2 separate regions of the Hordeum vulgare genome follow, and region 2 is linked to region 1. Evidence: chromatin contacts called from public Hi-C data. All regions are on one chromosome and are shown on one strand. The core of a region is the stretch at or near the end of the contact, and the rest is flanking DNA. Distances in the headings are between cores, read along the strand shown.

Region 1 (3,839 bases), core at 824-3,323:
AAAATACCGTACGCAAAGAAGTCACCTCGAGATATAGGTCTACAAAACACAGTGTAGCTTGAATGCAACGACTCATAAAAATAGGAGAAGTTGACACGACAGAGATCATTTCCCATGCACACACTACACCCCTACAAGTCCAAGGCCGAAGAAAGAAAAATCCATTCTACACGAAATTTGACTCTTCTACTCCATGGACCAAAGCTTTGACCCCCGAACCTCGAGGCGACCCATTTCTTATACCGACCTTGGAGTACAAACAAGGTGGCATGCAGCGCAAGATCTAGGTCTTGGCGAACTAAAGATATGACTTCACAACGCTCGTGGAGTAAAGAAATGGCTCTTGACCAATGGTCGATTAGTAGCTAATTAGGGGTTGGAACTTGGACCTCACATAGCTGCGTCGGCAGTGACGCTAAACAATCCCCGTTAGCCCACTGATCAACCACCGGAGGAATACCTTTGCTAGAGGGACCACAGGGCGCGCACATAGCACAACGAATGAAAAAACCCTGCGGTTTCAGATGCTTTAGAATACTTCCACCTTGGACATATTTATAGAAAAGCTGTCGCGCAACCGTGAATAAGTTATTAGTTTGTTCTCGTTTCATGAAACCTCATTTGTCGATGACGTATAATATAGTTTCACGGGTTGTACTTTCATCGTGGGAAAGCTAAAACTAATACTGACATGTTATTATTCCTTACGTATCTTCTTGACTGTATAATAATAGTACGATTTGATGCATTGTTTTCCACACCCGTCGCTGTTTTCTATGATGCTCATGCCTAGTATTTAAAACTTATTAATTCACGTGTATATTGAACTGCCCATCGACATAAAAACTTATGGATGAGAACTAAAACTGCGGCTATATAGCCAATGCCTCACTACCCAAGCATATAAATTTCATATATCTCAGGATGTGTGTGTAGCAATAATCTCTAAACGAGTAGTTTGCTTCACAAAAACCTTACTGACTAGTTCAAATCTCTAGCCGTAATTTCCTCGCTTTTTCTTCATAGTTCCGACACTTATTGTCTCTCTCACGGTATATGAGATTTCTGTAAATATTGTGCGTAGGAATGACATTTTTATTTTTGTCATCATGAAAGGGAGCGTGGCTATGATTAGCTTTCGTTTTATTTTCTCATTTGCTGTGATCTGTGAACACATCATGTCAGCTGAAACGAGGCAGCAAAACACTCCACACACGCACACACACAAACACGAAAAAACCCAAAGTACAAAACAGAAAAGCATCCATCGAGCACACAGCAGCTCCCCCTCTCTCTTCTCTTTTTTCCCTGCGGCCATGCACCCATCCCTTTCCAAGCTTTTCCCGCACCGTACTTTTTCCCTGCCCCAGCCCGTCATTCCGTCCGTCCATCCATCCCCTACAAAAGATGAATGAATGAAGGGTCCTGCTCTCACACGTCCTCTGACTGAGTAGAACCCAAGCGCGGCAGCTCCCCTCCGTTCACATCTCATCTCTCTATCAAACTATCACCGGTAGCGGCAGCGAGAGAAAGCCTCCGTCCGTCCGTCCGTCCATCGATCCCCTAAAAAAGAGCAAACCAAGCCCCAAACAGGCAAAGGAAACGCCACGCTAGGGGAGCGGCTAGCACCAAACGGAAAGGAAGGGCGGAATCCTCCTCTCTTTCCTCCATTTGCACCGTCCCCTGCCCTCTCTCTCATACCAACTCGTCGTCCCTACCACCACACTGCACTGACGCAGCAGCAGCAGCAGCAGCACTGGCTTCTCTTCTCTCTTTCCTCCTACCACCCTCTCCTCTCTCTCTACATCGCAGGCGTACTGCTCGGGACTACTGATAATAACTACTGATCTCTGGTGGTGGTGGTAGCAGGGGTAAAATCTAAAGCGAGTCAGTGAACAGTGGTGGTGGAGGTGGAGGTGAGGTGGTTCCCTCTCGGCCCGTCTCGGCAATTATTGCCACCTTTGGAGTTTGGAGTCCTCCAATAGGAGTCTCCTCCTGTGTTGTCTGCAAGTACTGTCCCTCCCTCCTCCCCCTCCTCCCCCCTCCCCTCCCCCATCTCCAGCTTTCTCTCATCGGGGTTGGTGCTGCTGCTGCTAGCCCTTCTTCACTCTCCACTGTTCTCTTCCTTCCTTCTCCGTCCTCCGTCCTCGCTCGCTTTAAAGCTTAAGCCGCCCCGGCAAGCAAGCAAGCTAGCAGCAGCAGCACTAGACCAGTTGCAGTAGGCAGTAGCTCCTCTCCCCTGGACCCTGGTGCTGGTGGGTGGTCTGGCTCCTGGGTTCTTAATTGCATGCTCCTGCTTCGCTTTGATCTCTCCGTCATCGATCGATCGGTCGGTCCATCTCGCTTTTCTTCCGTCCTCCCAAGCCCTTGCTTCCAATCAACCCCTCTCGCTGCTGCACTGCATACTGTACTCTCTCCCTCTTCTTCTTCCTTGGCGAGGACCGAGGGGAGTGGTGCGCGGTTCTTGTCTGCGTACGGCGGAGAAAGAGTCCCTTTTTAAGCCCCACCATTTCCTGATCGTCGGCGGCAGAAGCAAGCTCCCGGCGCCGTGCGGGGGAAGGAATTCTCTGGACACAGAGAGACGTGCGTGCGTGCGCGTGTATTTGGCATGGATTCTTGGGAGCCCAAGATGCCTTCTTGGGACCTCGGCACGGTGGTCGCGCCCAGCGGCGGCGGGGGAGGAGGAGGCGGCGGCGGGGCGCTGGACCTGAAGCTCGGCGCGCCGACGAGCTGGAGGCCGGTCCCGGCGCCGGTTGTATCGGTGCAGCAGCAGCAGCAGCAGCAGCCGCCTTCCGCGGCGACGGCGAAGCGTGCCCGGGCGGGGCAGGGGCAGCAGACGGTGCCGGCGTGCTCCGTGGAGGGGTGCACGGCCGACCTGTCCCGGTGCCGCGAGTACCACCGCCGGCACAAGGTCTGCGAGGCGCACTCCAAGACGCCCGTCGTCGCCGTCGCCGGCCAGCAGCAGCGCTTCTGCCAGCAGTGCAGCAGGTACACCCTACACTTCTCTCTCTCTTTTTCCATTTTTTTTTGGTCGTGCATTCCCTACCACCAACTTGTTCCTTGCCTTATGACATGCATCCATGCTCCGCTTTTGCCACTACTAGTAACATCTTTACCGTGTAGTAGAGTAGTAAGTAGCAAGATCCTTCCACGAGTTACCACTGTTGCACGAGAGTTGCAGCGAATCGTTTCAACCCCGCCGAAAACCTCGCCGCGGACACTGTAGCAGCTGCTGCAGCAGCGGCGGCGGTAGTACGCGATGGCTAACCAACTACGGCGACCGTTTTAATCGCAGCAATTCGCTGTCAGCCGGAGCGGAGCAGTTCGCAGTCCCTTGGGCCATCATCATGGCTCGCTTGGCGCTAGCGACTAATCGTCCGACGTGGACCACACCAAAAACCCCTGTTCCTGCCGCCCCCATCTGTTCCCCACTCACCGTAAATTCCACAGCGAAAAAATCACTCAAAACTATCTCCAAAAGTTTATTTTCCATGCAAAACATTTGCACTGGTACTCCTACTCCTACCTGAAAATGAAAGCAGTATCAGAGGAGAAGCAAGAGAATTTAACCGACGTGGTCGTGGAGACGGATAAAATTCCGGGCGGGTCGGAGTCTGGTCCCGGGCCCGGGCCCGGGCTGGTGGCCGGATGTGTGTATGAACGAGACAAGCGCACACGCGCCACCATTAAGGTGCCGTGGCGCAGCCCGACCCGGCCCGTGCACCTGCCCTACAACGACGCTCACGCCGGAACTGGACCTTTCAGGTCGTCGTTCTCATGGCGTGGCTGCTGCTGCTGCTCAACGGCCGCGTCCCTGTCCTCCACCGCTCCCTGTCGCC
Region 2 (3,359 bases), core at 854-3,353, 150 kb after region 1:
GTGTAGGTCGACACCGGAGCCGACTGCTGGAGAAGAAGAATGCCGCGGGCGCCGGCACGGAAGTGCGTAGCCCCACGGCGGGGAAGCGCCTCGACGTCAAGAGGAGCGTCCCGAAGCCACGCCGAATCGTCGACGATGAAGGAGAGAGCGCCGAAGAAGATCTGGTGACCCATGCTCGAATCTCCACCGGACGACATGACGAAAGGAAGTAGTCGCAAACTCGTCGGAAGTCGCTTAGACGCCTGCCCCACGGTGGGCGCCAACTGTCGTGGGTATAAGTCTGACAGTAGATGTGTAGGGTACGAAAAGGATGGGCAGAGCCTTAGCTACGGCGAGATTGTATGAGTTCAGGCCCCTTTGCGGTGGAGGTAATAGCCCTACGTCTCATTGCTCTCGGAGCTTGTTGTCGAGTGGAATATGGAATACAATGATTTGCTAACTTCTGCACCAGTGGGGGAGGGTGGCTTATATAGAGTGCGCTGCCCTCCACAACGGTTCGGTGCACAGGGGTGGAGTAGTGACGAATAAATGCCTACGTTACAGGTAACGTACGTCTTAAATGCTAATAAAGGTGTGTGGAAACGTATGACTGTTTCCCCCCAGGGAGGTTACGATGCACAGAGTGGAATCCAGTCGGTCAGTTTGATATACTCCGAATGCTCGTCTCCGACTGGATGGTCGAAGATCTGTTACCGACTGGATGATGGGAACTTCTTAGTTCAGTCGGAACTGACTTGGACTATAACCCCATCAAGTGTCGTACATGCACGAGCTGCACTGCCCCAGGCCGCCCGAGCGGCCGAAGGAGTCGCGACCAGCCTGCAACATACTCTGATCAAGAGGCCCCTGCATCCGCCGCTGAGCTGAGCGCACGCGCCGCACCCCAAGGCCACTCACCTCTACCTCTACGCGTTGCACTTACACCACACACGCCAAGCCACATGTGGCCGTAGACGCTCGCTACATCTCCACAGTCGCTCCCATCACCGTCCTCTCACTACCCCAGCACTCCTGTACCCCAGGCACTTGTGACACGCGTGGAAGAGCGCCACGCGGTCTGCCACCGGAAGAGCCCCACTCGACGACTAGCCGCCCCACGGACGCTAGAGTCCCGCCAACGCCGGATCCGCACCGGCTTTTGCCCGGCGAAGGCCATGGGACGGCGGTGAGGGGAGGGGAAACACGGGGAAGAGGCCTTGAGTCTTGAGAGGGTGGGGATGCGCCGCCGCCCGAGTCGCCCCGGGAGGACGACGCAGGGTAGGCTACTCCTCGATCAGTCTACACGCCTTTCCAAGTGGGAGAATTATATCCGACCCGTGCATGGGCGAGCTCATTATCCCTTGATCACATTTTTAATAACTTACCTACATAAATACTTATTTACCAGTGATAATACATACTCCACCAAGAGTATGTAGTGGAGAATCCTGTTAAAAATCTGGTTAAATTTTAAGATTCTTTACACGGCCAAGATGAACTGTCGGGCCAACAAAAATGAATGGCACACAAATTCCACTTTGATGAAGGATCATATTCACATCCCAACATTTTTTTTTCGGATATATATGGGGATTATGTTATCAGCCCTTTCTTCCACTCTTATGATCAAAGTGAAGTTACAAAAAGAGAAGAAAAAAAAGTACACGGTGTACCACTTAGACACACGTAGTATGTATCCATGGCTACCCAGAAGATGTTCCATCAAATATAAAACCTCTCCCGGAGCCTGGACCTACCTGAACTGCAACGACGGAGCTCAACTAACTCATCATCTTCTGCTCGTTCTTGAAGCGCTCTCGGACGGACAGTATGAACGCCGTGGCCCTCTCGTCGACATCACCGGCCGCGGCGTAGGGGGCGCTCGCGGTGGCGTCGATGGAAGAAGGGTACCTGGGCTGGTAGGCGTGTGCGGTGGTGACGCTCGGGGCAGGCTTGGCCTGGACCTTGCCGGCGTACTTGGAGTACGCCATGGCCACCTTCCCCTTGATCGCCCTGGCGCCGTTCTTCATGGTTCCCTCCATTGCACTGTGTTTGATTCTGCCTAAGCTTTTTGTGGCTGCGCACTTGTGTTGTGTGTGCCTTTGCTTTGTGATGCTGGAATGACGAAGAGGCAGCTGCGTTTTATACTGGTTGGTGCGTGAGACGGGTAGTGTTCCACTCCATGTCACGTCCTGTCGTTTTGATGCCATGGGATAGGATAATGAGCATGCGTGCACCAAACGAAATGTAGCTCTGGCAAAGTGAATCTGGGAGCTGTCACTGACAGGAGATTCTAATGCTTTCGGAGGGTCCAGTGGTAAGTGGCACGAGGAGGTGCCACCCAACGAAACCTAAGCTGGTTTTGTGGTGTGTATGATTGCATCCAGTGCCCCATGATAATATACGGTTGGTCGATCTTGTGACAAAAATACACGTATGCACTAGCACATGCTTGCCAAAGTTCTTTGCCTGCCTCTCGCCCTTTGTAGATCAGAAAGAAAAGATCACATGCTTGCCAAGGTTCTTTGCCTGCCTCTCGCCCTTTGCAGATCAGAAAGAAAAGATCGTCGCTTTGGATATCCTCTATGCACTGCGAATATTATCCTCGTCAGATTCCTGATTCCTCTCTATCCTTTGTGAATCGTTCATCAAATCCTCGTGTAGTTGTTTGTGGTTCTGTGCATATATGATATACTTCCTTGTTTCTAAATATAAAACCTTTTAAAAATTGTATTGTAAACTACATATAAAGCAAAATAGAGAAATCTACATTCTAAAAGATGTCTACATACATTAGTATGTACTTTATAATAATAAAAATTAAAACGTCTTATATTTAGAAACGGAGAGAGTATATCTTACAAGTCACAATTGCATTGGGAACAGTTAACCTATATGGTGTTAATTGTTAAAGCTAAGGAAGAAATATGCAAAGACTGGTTGTACTAGCCTGAACCTGAGACTAGGTACGTTTTTATGATGGCTTTTAAAACGTGTACATGTGATGTATGTTTTAGGTCTACTACATTGACTGTTGGTCTTGATATATTATGTGGATGAATTAACGACGACACTGATTTTAGATATGAAGAATAAAAAGACTCCACATTACCAAATGTATAGGTGTGAGTTATGATTTCAGATGGATTGATGCATGTTTTTGTCAGATTTTTATGAAATAATTAATAAAGATAGTCGCATGCATAGATTGATACGGAGGCAGGGGTTTAACCTGCCTTTCCAAAAAAAAAAAACCTCGTATTGTTTATGTACCAGCGGCAACAAGATATCAATCAATCCATGGACGCATCATCTAGCTAGCACCGGCCCCAGTTGCACGTACACAACACACGTATGAGGAAACAAGACGTTTTCAGAAG

Evidence for each region. Hi-C and Micro-C count contacts between places; a contact is called where the count stands out from the background.
Region 2: a contact with region 1 is called in a Hi-C map of leaf, with 4 times the contacts expected there. The contact joins the promoter of LOC123440714 here to the promoter of LOC123445251 in region 1. A contact is called at or near these places in 2 of 6 Hi-C or Micro-C datasets (leaf and seedling).

Annotation. Positions count from the first base shown.
Region 1 is chr3H:575,374,356-575,378,194 of MorexV3_pseudomolecules_assembly, forward strand. LOC123445251 (squamosa promoter-binding-like protein 2) reads left to right here and starts at 2,074. Exons shown (of 3, transcript XM_045122214.1): 1 at 2,074-2,988. The coding sequence starts at 2,609.
Region 2 is chr3H:575,520,026-575,523,384 of MorexV3_pseudomolecules_assembly, forward strand. LOC123440714 reads right to left here and starts at 2,104. Exons shown (of 1, transcript XM_045117264.1): 1 at 1,500-2,104. The coding sequence starts at 2,021. The coding sequence ends at 1,761.